Regions from separate parts of the Mus musculus genome. Here region 1 is linked to region 2. Evidence: chromatin contacts called from public promoter capture Hi-C data. All regions are on one chromosome and are shown on one strand. The core of a region is the stretch at or near the end of the contact, and the rest is flanking DNA. Distances in the headings are between cores, read along the strand shown. Region 1 holds the start of Reg4 (regenerating islet-derived family, member 4). Region 2 overlaps Gm5544 (predicted gene 5544).

What was found. Promoter capture Hi-C pulls out the DNA fragments that hold promoters and counts their contacts.
Region 1: a promoter capture Hi-C map of liver shows a contact between it and region 2. The contact joins the promoter of Reg4 here to the enhancer-like site in region 2. A contact is called at or near these places in 13 of 39 promoter capture datasets (the C10 cell line, HPC-7-derived erythroid cells, cranial neural crest and 8 more), 1 of 15 datasets of contacts at CTCF or cohesin (the NIH/3T3 cell line), 1 of 484 Hi-C or Micro-C datasets (cortical neurons), 1 of 115 datasets of contacts at active chromatin or transcription factors (embryonic stem cells) and 4 of 9 other capture datasets (adipose tissue, embryonic stem cells, liver and 1 more).

The regions. Positions count from the first base shown.
Region 1 is chr3:98,220,520-98,227,983 of GRCm38.p6, reverse strand. Reg4 (regenerating islet-derived family, member 4) reads right to left here and starts at 5,828. Exons shown (of 6, transcript NM_026328.2): 1 at 5,782-5,828; 2 at 3,144-3,327. The coding sequence starts at 3,210.
Region 2 is chr3:97,959,737-97,967,001 of GRCm38.p6, reverse strand. Gm5544 (predicted gene 5544) reads right to left here. Exons shown (of 2, transcript NM_001033779.2): 2 at 1-696. The coding sequence starts at 587. The coding sequence ends at 216. Among named protein-coding and RNA genes, the nearest start is that of Gm5544, 33 kb to the right of the region's middle. Within about 2 kb of position 1,836, at least 71 of the 459 cell types and tissues checked have an H3K27ac peak or open chromatin away from gene starts, as enhancers often do. A contact at or near this core is called in adipose tissue and liver, where this site is marked.

The DNA of each region.
Region 1 (7,464 bases), core at 4,579-7,078, 260 kb before region 2:
GAAGTGCTTTCTTGGCTCCATCTTCTTGCCCTCTCTAGCTACAATCTCCCAGGCACCAGTGCCAGCTGATCTGGAGCACGAGGCTCTTACAGATTTAGCTCTATTGTGTGTGTGAGCAGATCTGTGAGTGAAGGATAATCACTGAGCTAACAAATGGGAAGGAACGCGTATTGGTCATCTTTTTCTCACAGCTGTGACCAGATACCTGACAAATGCAGCTGGAGGAGAAAGGGGTTTATTTGGTTTGTAGCTTGGCGGGATTCGATCCTTCAAAGCAGGAAGGGCAACGCTGCAGGAGCAAGAGGTAGCGGTGGCGGTCATGTTGTATCCGGTCAGCAGCCACAGTCAGATAGATATTGACATTCAACTTATTTTTTTCTTTTTTATTCAACCCAAGACCTCAGCCCATGGCGTATTTTCAATTCGCCTATCTCTTTTGTTTTTCTCCGTGCCTTTGTGCGCTCCTCCTCGATTCTTTCCTCCCCTCTGCTTTTCTCCATCGTTCTTTCTCACCTTAGCCTTGCATTGTTGCAGCTACCGACATGCGCCCCCTGGTGGGAACACTTAGAAATGCTTCCAACTGAGGCCATGCGCCGTTGTGCCTCGGGTTTACCCAGCATTCCTTGGTACCAGGTCCTTCTCTGGGCAGTTTATACTCTAGAACCCACCCTCACCCCCATTATATAGTTCCTGATATTGCCACCACGTCCCAGATGAGGAAACGAGGCAGAAAGAAGTTGTTGCGCCTCACACTCCCACAGCAAATAAGAAAAAGAGAAGCTATGGTCTAGACAGTGTGGCTCTGAGTTGGGACTCTAGCCGGCTTAGTCATGCTCAAGCTATGTTTAAAAAACAAAAACCTGCAAGCCACTCATATTTATTCGGGCTGTCCTACTTAATAGCCAGACTGTCTCAGACAGATGGGAATGGGCACTCGTGGTACGGACAAGAAAACCTGTTAAGGCCACGAGACAGGAGTGGAGTGGGACTTCTGAGGAGCCGCTGCGTTCTCAGCAGCCTAGAGTCTTTTCACATCTCTGCCACAGGTGCCAAGTCTCCTCATTGCTGCACATGGGGTGACAAGAGACAGGTCCTCGCACCAGGCTCTCTATCTTTAGTGGTCTTTCTAATCTCCTAACCTTCGTACAACTCTGACTTCTTGTCTGCACAGTGAACTGATGTACACTTTCCCCACAGGGTTGCCTGGAGAGCTGGTGGGATAATGCATACCTAATGCAAACACAGTGGTTAGCACGCCGCCTAGCACAAAATAATTGCTAAATAAATGACAGCTGGTTAGAACTATAGCTTTCTTGTGTGATACTGGGGACTGGTCTGGTGCATGGTGGGAAAGTCCTGCCACAGAGCTGTAGATCTACAGGCTAGCCCTAGGCTTCTTTTCTTTTCCTTTTCCTTTCCTTTTCTTTTCTTTTCTCTTCTTTTCTCTTTTAAACCTGAAGCAGAGCCTGTTTAAGCTTCCAAGACTGGCCTTGAACTCTGTGTCGCCCAGGCAGGTCAGGGCTCTGAGGTCATGCTGCACTGTTCTCCTGAGTAGCCAAAATTCCAGACATGCAGAACCAGACTCAGCTAGAATTGTAGCTGTGAGAAACCAGCACCATTGTTATGATAACAAGGTGGAGTATTTCTGAAAAATATTAGCCAGTGCAGTTTTCATTGTGTCTAAATGTCTCTCTGTTTCTCTTCATTGAGCCCCACAGGCCAGGGCAAGGAGCCATTGCTCAGACAACAGAGCTATGATGTTGGCCATCAGCCTCCGTTGAAAGAAAAAAAATCAGTTTCTAAGCTCTCCACATCTACTTTAAATGCAAGATTAGACTTTTTTTTTCCACAAGCTTTTGTGCAAATATATATATATGGGATCTGTCCTAAGCACAGTTCTCATGAATGCAGCAATAAACAAAAAGGTTTTCTACAGCTGGGAGGAAGATCTGTCTGGAAAAGAGCCATGGAAGGACCCGTGCTATATGTTTTGGCTCTAGTCTCCTCCTGGGGAGAGACCCAAGGAGATTAGTGAAGTCCTGGGAAGAGGTTGGGAAGTCTTATCTCATTCTCCAGAAGATAGCCAGGGTCAGTGTCAAGCTCTTAAAGGAAGCCAGAGGTCAGGGCAGCCCCCAAGGAGCATACAGACACGGCTGTAAGGCAGCAGGGACTGGGGACAGTTTCCAGTGTTCTCTGCATTCTTGCAGGGTGCAGGGGCAGTGGCTGAATTCCCTGGGTCCTGAGAAATCAGACACAGAGAGCTGGTAGCTGAGACAAGTGTGGAGTCAGGGGCAGAGTATCATACAAGGCCACGTGGAGGGTAGGCCACGGCAAAAACACAGCCTTCAACCGATGCCCCAAAAGCTCCACCTCTCCCCACACTTCCTTGCATTCATTCATCCCCTTGGCAAAGTCCATTCGAGAACTTCTAGGCCTCAGCAGATCTTTTTAGTGGCCTCTTCCCTCGACAGAACTAATGCTCAAACAAGCAACTCTTGTTTCTCAGAGGTCCTGCCTCCTCCAACTCCCAGTGAGGTTGTGGGGTACTGTGGGAGATGACCAAGCTAGGAGCTGGGCATCAGTGTGACTTTTGTCATTCTCAGATTCAACGGAGCATTTATATCAGAGGACCCCACATTGCATCTCTTTCCATCCCGGATAGTCCGTGGTGGTTCTCCTCAACACACTCAAACCTTCTTCATCCTCCTTTCTCTGCTGCAGATTCCACAGTGTCCCTGGCACGCTCCCTGTCCTTGTGCTATGAGTGTACAATAGTCATCTCTCTAACTAGCTTTGCAGGTCCCTGGTAAACAGGACTTTGTAATATGCTCAAACACGAGAACAGTGCATAAATGGTTGGACATTGTGATTATAGCTATGAGCTACAGACAGCCTGAGGCCTGTTGGCTTCTTGAAACAGGCTCTCTATCGCTCACAACAAACTCAAAATCTTTATTCTGCAACCCTTGACTTAAGGGTGGCTTCCAACCGTCTCAGACTGGCTCTTCTCTGACGGCCACCTGATTTTGCATTCTCATCTTGATATGCTTTCCTGGAATGCCTGGGCAGGTGAGTGGATGGCATACTATGTGCACTGTGTACTTACTACCTGTGGCTGCCTTCCAATAACTGACTGAACTTACCGCTCAGGACTTCGGGGCCAGCTACCCAGCTCAGCAGTAAGAGTAGCCGCACGCCTTTGGAAGCCATCTTCCTCTTTCGATGGAGATGATACTTCAATGCTTTGATTTCAAGGCCCTCAGAGCCCGTTCCAGTTTTTTTCTTTTCTTTTCTTCTCTTTTTTCTGGATTCTCCTAGACCTGCAATCTGGAGCAGTGAGAAAGATGCTGGGATTTAGCTACCACGTCAAAATACTGTCAGGTAGATTAGCATTTTACAATGAAGATAATCTCAAGTTTAATGTAGGGATTGCAGACATTGTGGAATTTTATTTTTCCCTGCAAGCCCTCTGGACCAATGCCAGAGTCCTAAGGACAGGGGCAGAAGTGTTGAGCAGTTCCTGAACTACCCAGAGTTCCCGAGTTGTCTCCAGGACAGTCAGCAGAGGGCGACCTGGGCACGTTTTCTCACAGGGGATACTAGGCCTCCTCAAGTCCAGTAAATGAAAGAAAGGGATTCCAACACTGGGATTTTTTTTTTTTTTTTTTAATGTTGAAGGTAAACAGATGGCTCCAATACAGTTACAGATAAGAAAGCATTGGGTTTAGAGGGACTGGGAGTCATTAGCTCATGTCACCAGCTCTGACTCTTAAACCTTGGTTACATCACTTAAAACAAAGAAAAGGAAAAAAAAAAAGAATCTTTGCTGGTCTCCTCTTTCATTATCAAAAAACTTATAAGTCATTAAAACATCAACACAGACCAGGAGATAAGAAGTGATTCATCTCCCAGAGACAAGCAGTTTGGGCAAGAGCCTGCAGAGCCTAGAGTCACCCTGCCTGGTACCAAGCCGGCTACAAAGAACGTTCTTGCAGCCAGGCTCTTTGCCTGCTTTCTCTTCTGTTTGGTGTGAACCCACGTGTTCTGCTGCGTTTGCAGAGGAAGGCCGCTGTCTCCTGGCAGGCTTGCCTGCTCACTCCTTCGTGGGAACTCAAGACTGCTGCCCTCCTACTCCATGATGCTAAAGTTTGTCAGAAAGTGCTTTTTACTCAGTTTGGTATTTAAAAAGACATTTTTGCCCCTATTTAAAAGCTACCAACAAAATGGAGCATAAGTGATATAATTTTTATCTACTTGTAAATTATATAAATAAAAATGATACACTTTTTAACATTTCGTTTGTGATTTATCAGTTCATAGCTTCGTACATTTTTCTACATGTTGGATTTTTTCTTTTTGATGATTTGTGAGACTGCTTTTTGTATATTTATACCTCCTAGTGAAGTTACTAACAGTGTATCTCAGTTCATATTTTCTCTCATTTATGATTTTTTTTCCACTCTGAAGGGGGACAAACAACAGCTGTAGGGGTTCAACATGACACCCAAAAGCTCCACTTCTGTTTGCTTCCTCGAAGTAGTCCCTGCCCCTTTGCCAAGTGCTGAGCTCTGGGCCTCGCTGGATCTCTTCACAGAAGTCATGTTCAGGTTTTTAAAATGCCTTTGTCCTATGCATGCTCTCCTTTATAATCTTTGGAATTTCTATGAGAAACATTAACCACCACTGTGGTATTAGGTTAGTGTAGTCACCCACACACCCTTCCATTCTTAATTATGCTTTCCTACAATTCTAAGCAATAGTTGTTTTCAAAAAACAAAACAAACAAAAAATCTCCAAAAAACAAAACTATGATAAATGAAGAATTCATTGAGTTCTTATTTAACAATGCTTTATGATAAAAGAATAATAATAAAATATCAAATAATTGATGGCTTAGGAGGGCCGATGTAACTAAAATGGAGACTTCTGGAAACTCTAATCTGCAGCCCTGTGAGCACTTTGGTCTGACATTCACAGAGGGGGCACCCCTTCTTTTTCTTTGCTTTTTTATTGTTTTTTAAATTATCATATGAACCTTGACTTATTTATTTATTTATTTTTGCTGAGGAGTTCTTTCAAATGTACCCTGGGATTTCAAAGTCCTTTGAAATGCCAATGGCGCGGCTCAACTATAGGCCTGACTGACTGGAGGAAGGAGGTCCGCATTTCTTCCCTTACTCTGAATGAGTCTTAAACATCTGGTGAGGCCCTAACATCTCGTTTGACCTCCACAATCAGACTGCACTGACAAGTGTCAGTAACAGAACCGCTTTAGGGTCAAACAAACTGACATCCATTGAGAGAGATTCTTCTGTGACGGTCCCTAAGTTTCACAGCGACCAGTTTCACACCACCACGGAACCCACTACTGCTGGACGCCAAAGCCAACTAACTCTCTTTCAACAGAGCAGCAAGAAAACACAGAACCCAGGGCTAAGCAAAGGGCTCAGAAGGTAAAGGGGCTTGCTGTGCAAGCCGGATGACTTACCTGAGTTCCATCCCTGGGACCCACGTGAAGATGAGCTCACAGTGCTCACAGTGCACTGACTCCACAAAGCTCGCCACGCACGCACGCACGCATGCACGCAAGGGTGCATCCCCGCACATCCATTAATAATGATGATTTTGTAAAAATTAACAATTTAAATCAAACATTACTGTAACAAACTCCCCAGCAGGAGCGATGACGCTGTGATTTGTCGTTTCTGACCCACTGGGTAGCTAGCAGAGAATAACAGGCGTTCACAGAAAGCCCCCTGTCCCTGCTACGGCGAAGATTACCTGATTGGAAGCAACACTCCGAGAACCCTGCCTTCTTCAGCTTGAGTGGGCCTACGTTAGAGTCCTGCAGCTCTTATACCTTCTTGTCTCAAGATGTAATCTGTTGAAGTCATGAAGCAATAGTGTTTACCAATAATTAACCTTATCTATAGTTAAAAAAAAAAAAAGCTGTTCAGGTGATAACTTTAAAATGGACACACATTGAGCTTTGTTAAAGCAAGAGCAGGACCCCTCCCTGTGAGCAAACAAAATCTTCTTTCATGTCCACGTTATTAAAATCCACAGTATCCTGTAGTCGGCAAACTGCCGTTTGCTGTCCATCTCTTCCCTTAATGGAGCCTGGTTCTGCTCTTCCTCTCGTTTTTATCTCTTCGTGTTGTAGATGACCTAACGTCCTTCCCTCTCTGGAACGACGTTAGATTTCTATCCTTGCAGAAAAGACTTGACTTTGGGTCACACCTGATGACCAAACAGGACTCTTGTCCCCAAAGTGCTCATTCCCACCTCCCAGCCTGCACCAAGGTCCTTGGAACCCTTCCGGTTGTCTTTATCCTATGGAACTGAAGGTACAGAAGTCATGTTTTAACACAGGCAAATGTGTCCAAGTAGCTTACACTGATAGAATAGTTAACAGCAAATTCTTTCTTAGACCATCAAACAAGATGCTAACCAAAGCCCTGTGGGCAACCTAGGGCAGGCTTCTCCCATGCACAGTTAAGAAGCCCACCGACTAGACCAGGAACACCTGGCTGCTCTTCCAGAGACCTGGATCAGTGCTTAGCACCCACACCAGGTAGCTCACAACCATCTGTAACTCTAGCTCCAGAGGATCTGACACCTCTGGTTCCCACAAGTCATCTGTGCTCAACTGCACCCACACATAGACACACATACCTACACATAATAAAAACCTCGGGGAAAAAGCCTTAACAAAAGAAAATAAAAGAAATCCAATTCCAAGACAGCAGTGACCTGCCTGGTTCTCAAGGCTTGTCAGTGGTATTCAGAGAACCCTGGCCTCAGTCTAATCTAGGTTTGCTTGCTGAATTCACAACCATTTGAAAAAAACGAGCTATTTAGAAAGGACATCAAGGTTTGCTTGTCTGTGCAGAGGGTAAGGGATTGATTTGTGTTCTGGGCGTCGGACGTTGCTCATCGTACATTATAGAAATGGCTCTGTAAGGTCCCTTGTGCCTGAAGGCGGCCATGCAGATGCTTGGGTCTTACTCCGGAGAAGTGCTGTGCCTAGTGTGGTTAACAAGGGAAGTTATGGCTCCCTGCTCCAAGCCTAGTGTTGTTTTCTAGATGCTACTCTGCCTCTGTCATTGGATCTTTCCCACCTTTGTGTAAATTTATGCTAGGGCCTGAGAAACCAATGTCTTCCCAGCTTACCTCCCCCAACACCACATACCCGAGAGAGAGAGAGAGAGAGAGAGAGAGAGAGAGAGAGAGAGAGAGGCAGGTGGTCTGGCTCCTGGCAGTGGCTGGTTGAGGTTTGAGTTCTGTTCCTCTCTCACTATAAAGCACGGGGAATGTGTTGAACCCCTTGGAGTCACAGGCCCCTAATCTGTATATGAAGGAGGGCATTGCTAGGTGATCTTACCTAGTTTAATACACAACACCTTTTCCCTTTTAGAACTGGATGGGAAAGTCACTGCCACACTGTACAAGAAAGAACACAGA
Region 2 (7,265 bases), core at 587-3,086:
CCTAAGGTTGAGACAAGTTTATTGCAAGCAATCAGACTTTTTATACCCTTATCAGATACAGAATATAATGGCAGCTACAAAGAAGAATAGAATTATAACTGCCAGGATACAATGATTGCACACAAGATTAATGTCTAAGACTAATTGTCCAGCCTTCTTATATGCTTCACTGATTTCTTTGGGATACAGAGAATACAGTTGGCATGAATGTTTCACTACCCGAGGGAGTGACTCAGTTTCTCAGGAATTGAAAGGCACATAGTGCCCCAGAAGCCACAGACCCTAACCTGAAAACTCCACGACCCACACCTCTCAAGACAGCTAGACCAGGCCAATTCCATGATTCCCTGTACTTCTTTCTGCTGTTTGGAATCAATTTCCTGTTGTATCTTTAGGAAATGTGATCCCCAACTTTCAGAAGCTCTGAAAGGTCTGTCCATCATTCCCCAACAGGCCTGAAGCTTAACTATCGAGTTTCTCATGGGCCCACTTTGGGTTTTCCTCTCCCATATTCTTATGTAGAGCCATTTCCTCAGTAGGAGACCCAAGATGAATTCCAGCACGTTGGCTCCTGGACTTGGTACCATAGCCTTCTGCCACCTTGAAGGGTTGGAGGAGGCAGTAATTCATCTCTGGATCAGGATTCCTCTTCCTCATTCCTCATGTGTCTCCCTGAGGTCTTGGCTGTGAGCTATCCTATTAAAGAGAGAGAAAAAAATCAGACTTTTTAAGCCTTAGTGGTGACAGGGCATCCTGATACATCAGAGGCTCATGGGTGAAAGGGCAGAGGACTCACGGATGCTTCAGAGACTTCTGCTGTGGCATCAACCTGACTCAGAGGAGCTGAGACAGGAATAGATGAACAAAATGACTTTGATGCCTAGTGACTAAAGCTTAGTTTAAAGTCTAGAGGGACCAGTGTTCTGCACAGATGAGTAAGATAGGAAAGATTCTTCTGTCGTTGTTCTTCTTCTCTCATGTAATACATCCCAAGAGCAGAAGCCTCCCCTCTCCCCCTCCTCTCAAAACCCCCCTCCCCACACCTTCTCTCTACCTCAGATCTACTGCTTCTTCATGTCCCCTCAGAAAAGAGCAGGCCTCCATTATGGTACTTAGTGAACATGCATGAGGTCCAAGGTTCAACTCCCCAAGATTTAGAAAAAAAAAAGTTGTTTTTTTTTTTTTTTTAAAGCAGAGCTTTATTCTTATTGGATAATAATAACAAACGCATACCCAGCATTCTCCTCCTCTCTTTTGGTTTATTACTTTATTCAGCCTTCACAAGCCCATGAGGTATATCTTAGTATTGGCCTCGTATAGTAGAGTAGGAACCTGACATTCACAACTATCACTTCTGCAAGGGCACACAGCATCTAAGTGGCAAAGAGTAAGAATTTGGAGTAAGCTCCATTCTCTACTAACATTTACTTCCCTAAATATGTGCCAGGCTAGGGCTTTAGTCTGACCCTTGGATTTCTGAAGCACCTTAGGCAAAGAAAGACTAAAAAACAAAAAGTCCTGTTACACCCTTCGATTGTCAATATTAAGATTATTTACTTTTGAACTAATGAGGCACGGTCTTTAATCCTGTATTTTCATACACACTTTTCTCATAAAATTCATACCTACACGTCCATATTGTGGTATTCATGTGCTCGGGTATAATATGTCACCACCCACCGGGTCACCAGGTCCTGCTTCCTTCTTACTTCTTGTGACTAACATGGTTGCCATGAGTTTTTCCTGAAAGGAAATGAGCAGCCCATGTGTTGCCCAGATGGTGAAAGTCATGTAGAGGTCAATGACTTGAGCAAGGTCATAGACCAAGTTAACCACATTTGGCTCCAATCGGGATCAATAACGGCTGTGTGTCCTGTCTCATCCTTTGCTGGTCTGTCTATCCCGGTCCTGGGCCACATTCCAAACGGGGTCATCCGGTGTACACCGCCTGGCTGAAAACTCCCCCTGTGGTTTCGCTCACATCTGGTGTTTTTCACTTCTCTTTCTGACACGTGCTTTGATCCGATTGCTGCTACAGCAGAAAGATGTCCAAAGGCTGCGTGGAACACAGCTAATTCAGTGAGAGGTGAACAGTATGCCCGCCTCCCGAGGACAGAACTTCTAAAAATAAATGGTAACACAGTTGCAGTGCTCCATCCTTGAAGCATGCTAGAAGCCCCCAAACTTAGTACCTCTACCAGCTCATGACTGCCTACCATGTCTGAAGTCTTCCTCCCTCCCTTTTGTGAATGGCGAGGGTGAGGAGTGGCTTTGTGCCTTCCCTAAGGGTTCGTGGATCAGATCTCAACATCAGCTCACACACAAGCAGAATGATTCACAAGTTCACATCCACATCACCTTATCAACAACAGGCTTCTCCACTCTGTTCCTTTCAGCAGTTGTTATTACTAATTTTGTCCTGACCCCATTGTAACAAGTCTCTTCCTAAATTACAAGAGAATGTTTTATTACATTAATTTTCTAAGGGAGCTATTCAGGTATAGTAGTGCAACGCTTGTGATCTCACATCTGTAAACTCATGAAGCCCAGGCAGGAAGAGTATGAGTTTGAAGCCAACCCTGGGCTACATAGTAAGACCTCCTTTTTAAAAAACAAAACCAAAACAAGCAAAATCCCTCAAAATTATTTAAATAAAAAACATTAAGAACATGAAGAGCCGGGCAGTGGTGGCACACACCTTTAATCCCAGCACTCGGGAGGCAAAAGGCAGGCGGATTTCTGAGTTCGAGGCCAGCCTGGTCTACAAAGTGAGTTCCAGGACAGCCAGGATTATACAAAGAAACCCTGTCTTGAAACCCCCCCCCCCAAAAAAAAGAGCATGAAGAATAAAAAAAAAAAAAAGGGAGGGGGTGGAGAGAAGGCTCAGCTGTTAAGAGCACTGACTGCTCTTCCAGAGGTCCTGAGTTCAAATCCCAGCAACCTCATGGTGGCTCACAACCATCTGTAATAGGATCTGATGCCCTCTTCTGGTGTGTCTGAAGAGAACCACAGTGTGTGCACATAAAATAAATAAATAAATCTTAGACAAAAAAACAAAACCCCACAATTCTTTCATCTTACCAGCTCATTATTTTATTTCCTCTAATCTCATTTTCCTTACAGGTTCATAAATTTTTGTTCATTTACTGACTTTTACACAATGAGAACGATAATCTGCACACAGGTTTTTGTGCCCTGTTCTTTTGCTTACTTAACGTTATAAATGCTTCCTGTTGCTGCGGCTTGCATTTGGCTCCAGTCTCTCCCAAGCTCCGTGTGTTGAAATTAAACCCCGTTGTGATGTATTAAGGCTGAAGAAACTTAATCCCACTATGGACTTTAGAGGTGGGACTTTTGGGGAGGATTAAAATTAGACAGATAGAGCCGCCAGGGCTGACTCTTGGTGACTTTATGAAAGGAAGAGAAGGGGCTGGAGAGATGGCTCAGTCATTAAACTGCACATTGCCCTTACAGAGGACAGGCGTTAGGTTCCCTGGCTCACAACTGCCTGATGCCTCTGTGGGTGCCTGCACTCATGCACCCCCATCTGTATAGTTAAAAATAATCTTTAAAAATATTTTGTAATAAAAAAAAAGAGGGCCGGACGGTGGTGGCACATGCCTTTAATCCCAGCACTTGGGAGGCAGAGGCAGTCAGATATCTGGGTTCGAGGCCAACCTGGTCTACAAAGTGAGTTCCAGGACAGCCAGGGCTGTACAGAGAAACCCTGTCTCGAAAAAAACCAAATAAATCAATCAATAAATAAAAAAATAAAATAAAATAAAATAAAATAAAATAAAAAAGGGGAGAGCTGCCAGACACAAACACATGTACTCTTGTTTCTTCCCAAGTGATGACCTGTATTAACCTGGGCCTCTGGCATCACCAGGTGGACCCTCAGACTTGAGCCTCTGCAACCATATGCCAGAGCTTCTTTGTAAGAGAGCTCCTCTCTTTGTAAGAGACCAGTCTTTGCTATTGGCTGACTAGTGATATACCCAAAGCTCCCACGTTATCTTGAGGAAGGAAGGAGACACTGAATGGGAGAAAGACATTGGGGACTTCCATAAAGCATTGGGTCTGTGAATGAGTCTTGTGGGGACTTAACTTTTCCTTAGAGTGAAGCTAGAGAGAAATAGGGCTGTGTAGAGGGGGTGGGGCAAAACAACCCACAAATAAGCAGGAGGGTCCAGACGGTTTTTCTCCTGATGAGATGAACTAGAGGCTAGGCTACACATTTTGGTAACATCTTCCTCAACAGACCTCAGAGAAGAGCGGCTCACCACGGCTCACCGTAGACACAACCCCCACCCTTGGGAAAGAGCAATTTCCCTCGGCTGTGGAAAAGGATAGTAAGTTATGGGGTTTACTGCACTTCCCAGAGCTTCTCCAGAGTGAAATGAGGAAGGGGCTGCTTGCATTCCTGGCTAGAATTCCTACTTTATCTTGGCCCCTCTTTCCTTCTCAGCTGCCCCACCCCAACCCCACTTCGCAGATGTGTTACACTGTCCTTATCCAGACAACCTTCCTCTGCTTAAACTGGCAACAGAGTTTCTTACTTTCCTTTGTTGACTTTCCAAAGCCAACACACCACACCAGCTCTCCTCCTGGGCTGTGTCTGCACAACCAGCTTAACATACTGCCAGCCCCGGACAGCATCCGCACACTGGCCTGCAGCCCCTGGAAAGCTGAAAGATGGAGAGAGGATGCAGGCGACTGTATCCAGCAGTGCTTCCTTGGAGTTGTTCTGCCCCCACCCCCCCCCCACCCCCCCACGGGGAAACCAGCTGACCTACTAGACTCGCCAGGCGCTTTCATCTTTGCAGCTGTTCTTCAGTGACAGGTGAGGATTGCTGTTAGTGAAATAATATGCTCATATGGGTGTAATAGGATGGGATAAACCAAACATGCCAAGCAAAGAACAAGGTAAAACTGCATATTATCCACCTTCTCAAAAGGCTAGCTGCAAAAACCAGGAATGGCAGCTCTGGCCTGTAATCCTATCACTTGAGAGATGGAGGTAGAATGGTCAATTCAAGTTTGAGGCCAGCTAGGGTTGTATGGTGTGTTCCAGGTTAGCTTGGACGACTGTGTGAGACCTAATCTCAATAATGAATTAATGAACGAATTTAAAAAACAACAACTCATTATTAATCTTTTCTTTGGCTTTCGTTTGAGGTAGTTTGGGAGGTTGTTTATCTTTCTGCTGGGGTGGGAACAGACCATCTTGTGCATGCTGGGCAAGCACTGAGTTGTATCTTTAGCTCCAATTGAATTCCTCTGTCATCCTCTCTCTTGCCGCGCTCCATAAGGTGAGGTTCCTTTCCTTTGCCATTTGGGATCATATTCTTGCCTTTAGTTCCCTATGCAGTCTCAGGGAGGCATCACAGCTGAGGAGGAGAGACAACACACAGGCTCTGAGATCAAGCTGCTGCAACTCTCTTTGGGGGTCTGTGGGGTTCCTGGCTTCTGCTGTGTGGCCTTGTTCTCTGCCTCTGTCACCACGGTGCTCTCCCTACTCACAAGTCCTCGTCTCCATGGCACAGTCTCATTATAAGACAATATTAATAACGGGCAGGGATCTCCTTCACTCTGCTCTCACCTTAACTGCAGTAACCATAGCTACTGGGGTCGCAGTAGCATTCCGAGGCACTTGGGAGTGTGGACTTCTCCGTGCGGATTGGGTTGTGAGGAGGGACCAAAATGCGGCTCTGGGCTCTATTGCATCTTTCCGCTTTTTGCTCACAAGACTATTGTGTGCATGTGAGAGGAAGAGAGGAAGAGGCCTGAGTAAGGAGCTATGTGATGGTGAGGGGGAGCCCCACAGGCTTAGAGAGAGGGAGGGAGAGAGAGAGAGAGAGAGAGAGGAGCAGGCCAACTTTACAACACAACACACACACACACTTTCCTCCCCCCCCCCCACACACACATGAAAGGGCTCTTTAGAAACCTGCTCCAGGGGAAGTTATGAGAGGAGCTCAGTCTCTCTGGGACCCCAGTTCCTCAGCCGAATGCCATTATCAAGCCTGGACCGCTTGCAGGATGAATGCTGGAGAGAGCTACAGAGAAACCATGGAAATTAAGAGGAAATGCTTGTGGCCACTCACAATTTGGAAGCCGAGCGCATTGAATTTATCAACTGAGAGGCACTATACTGCAGTAACACTAAGAGTCATGCACTGCGTATGGTAGCCACACCTTTAATCTGGAGGAGGCAGAGGCAGATGGGGTTTTGTGAATTTGAGGCCAGCCTAGTCTACATAGTGAGTTTCCCAGGATAGCCAGGGCAATATAGGGAGGTCTTGTTTTAAAAAAAGAAAAGAAGAGAGAGAGAGAGAGAGAGAGAGAGAGAGAGAGAGAGGCAAATACATTTTTAAATCTCAGATCTGAGCCTTTTTAAAGAAAAATAAATAAAGATTTCATTTTTCAGTGGAGTTTTAAGTTCACAGGAAAGTTGACCAGAAGGCATAAAGAGTCACAGTAGGACCCATGCCCCCCAGCACCCCCAAGCAGAGGAGGGTCTGTAAAGAACAGAGAGTGTGCCTTGAGGTTAGCTTTCCATGCTGTACGGAACGTGGGTCTGGACAGATGTCTAATGACGTATGGCCAGCTTTAGGATCTTAGAGTGGTTTCACTCCCCTGAATAGAATCCCCGCTCTTCCTGTTTCTCCCCCTCAGCCTGGTTTTCTGGGACCGAGTGTATTAATTAATTTGTATTAATTACTTTTGCAGTGGCCAAAACAGCTGGAAAAACAAGCAAATAACAACAACAAAAAAAACAAGTTTCTGGAGGAAATGTTTAGTGCGTCTTGTAGTCTCAGAGGACTAGCATCCTCTGACGGGGAAAGGCACAGCAGTGGAACCATCCCCGCTTGGGGCATTGGGAGTGAGAGGCAGAGGGTCCTTAAGTCAAGTGGACTAGGAAGCAGAGAGGAGGGAGGGATGGGGCTAAGGGTGTGTGTGTGTGTGTGTGTGTGTGTGTAAGAGAGAGAGAGAGGGGTACATGTACACGTGTGTGCACATGTTCATGCAGGTGTACATGTCTGTATGTATGTAGGGCATTGGGTGTCTTCCCTGATGTTGACTTTACTTTTTGATATGGAGATTCCCCACCCCCAATCTGAAGCTCATTCATTTAGGTTAGGCTACCCAGTCAATGAGCTTCAGGGACCTGCCTCTCTCCGTTCAGCCTCTGGGCATGCTTTTATCTAGTGGATGCTGAGGATTAAAACTCTTATTTTTAATGTGGGTTTGGGGACCCAAAC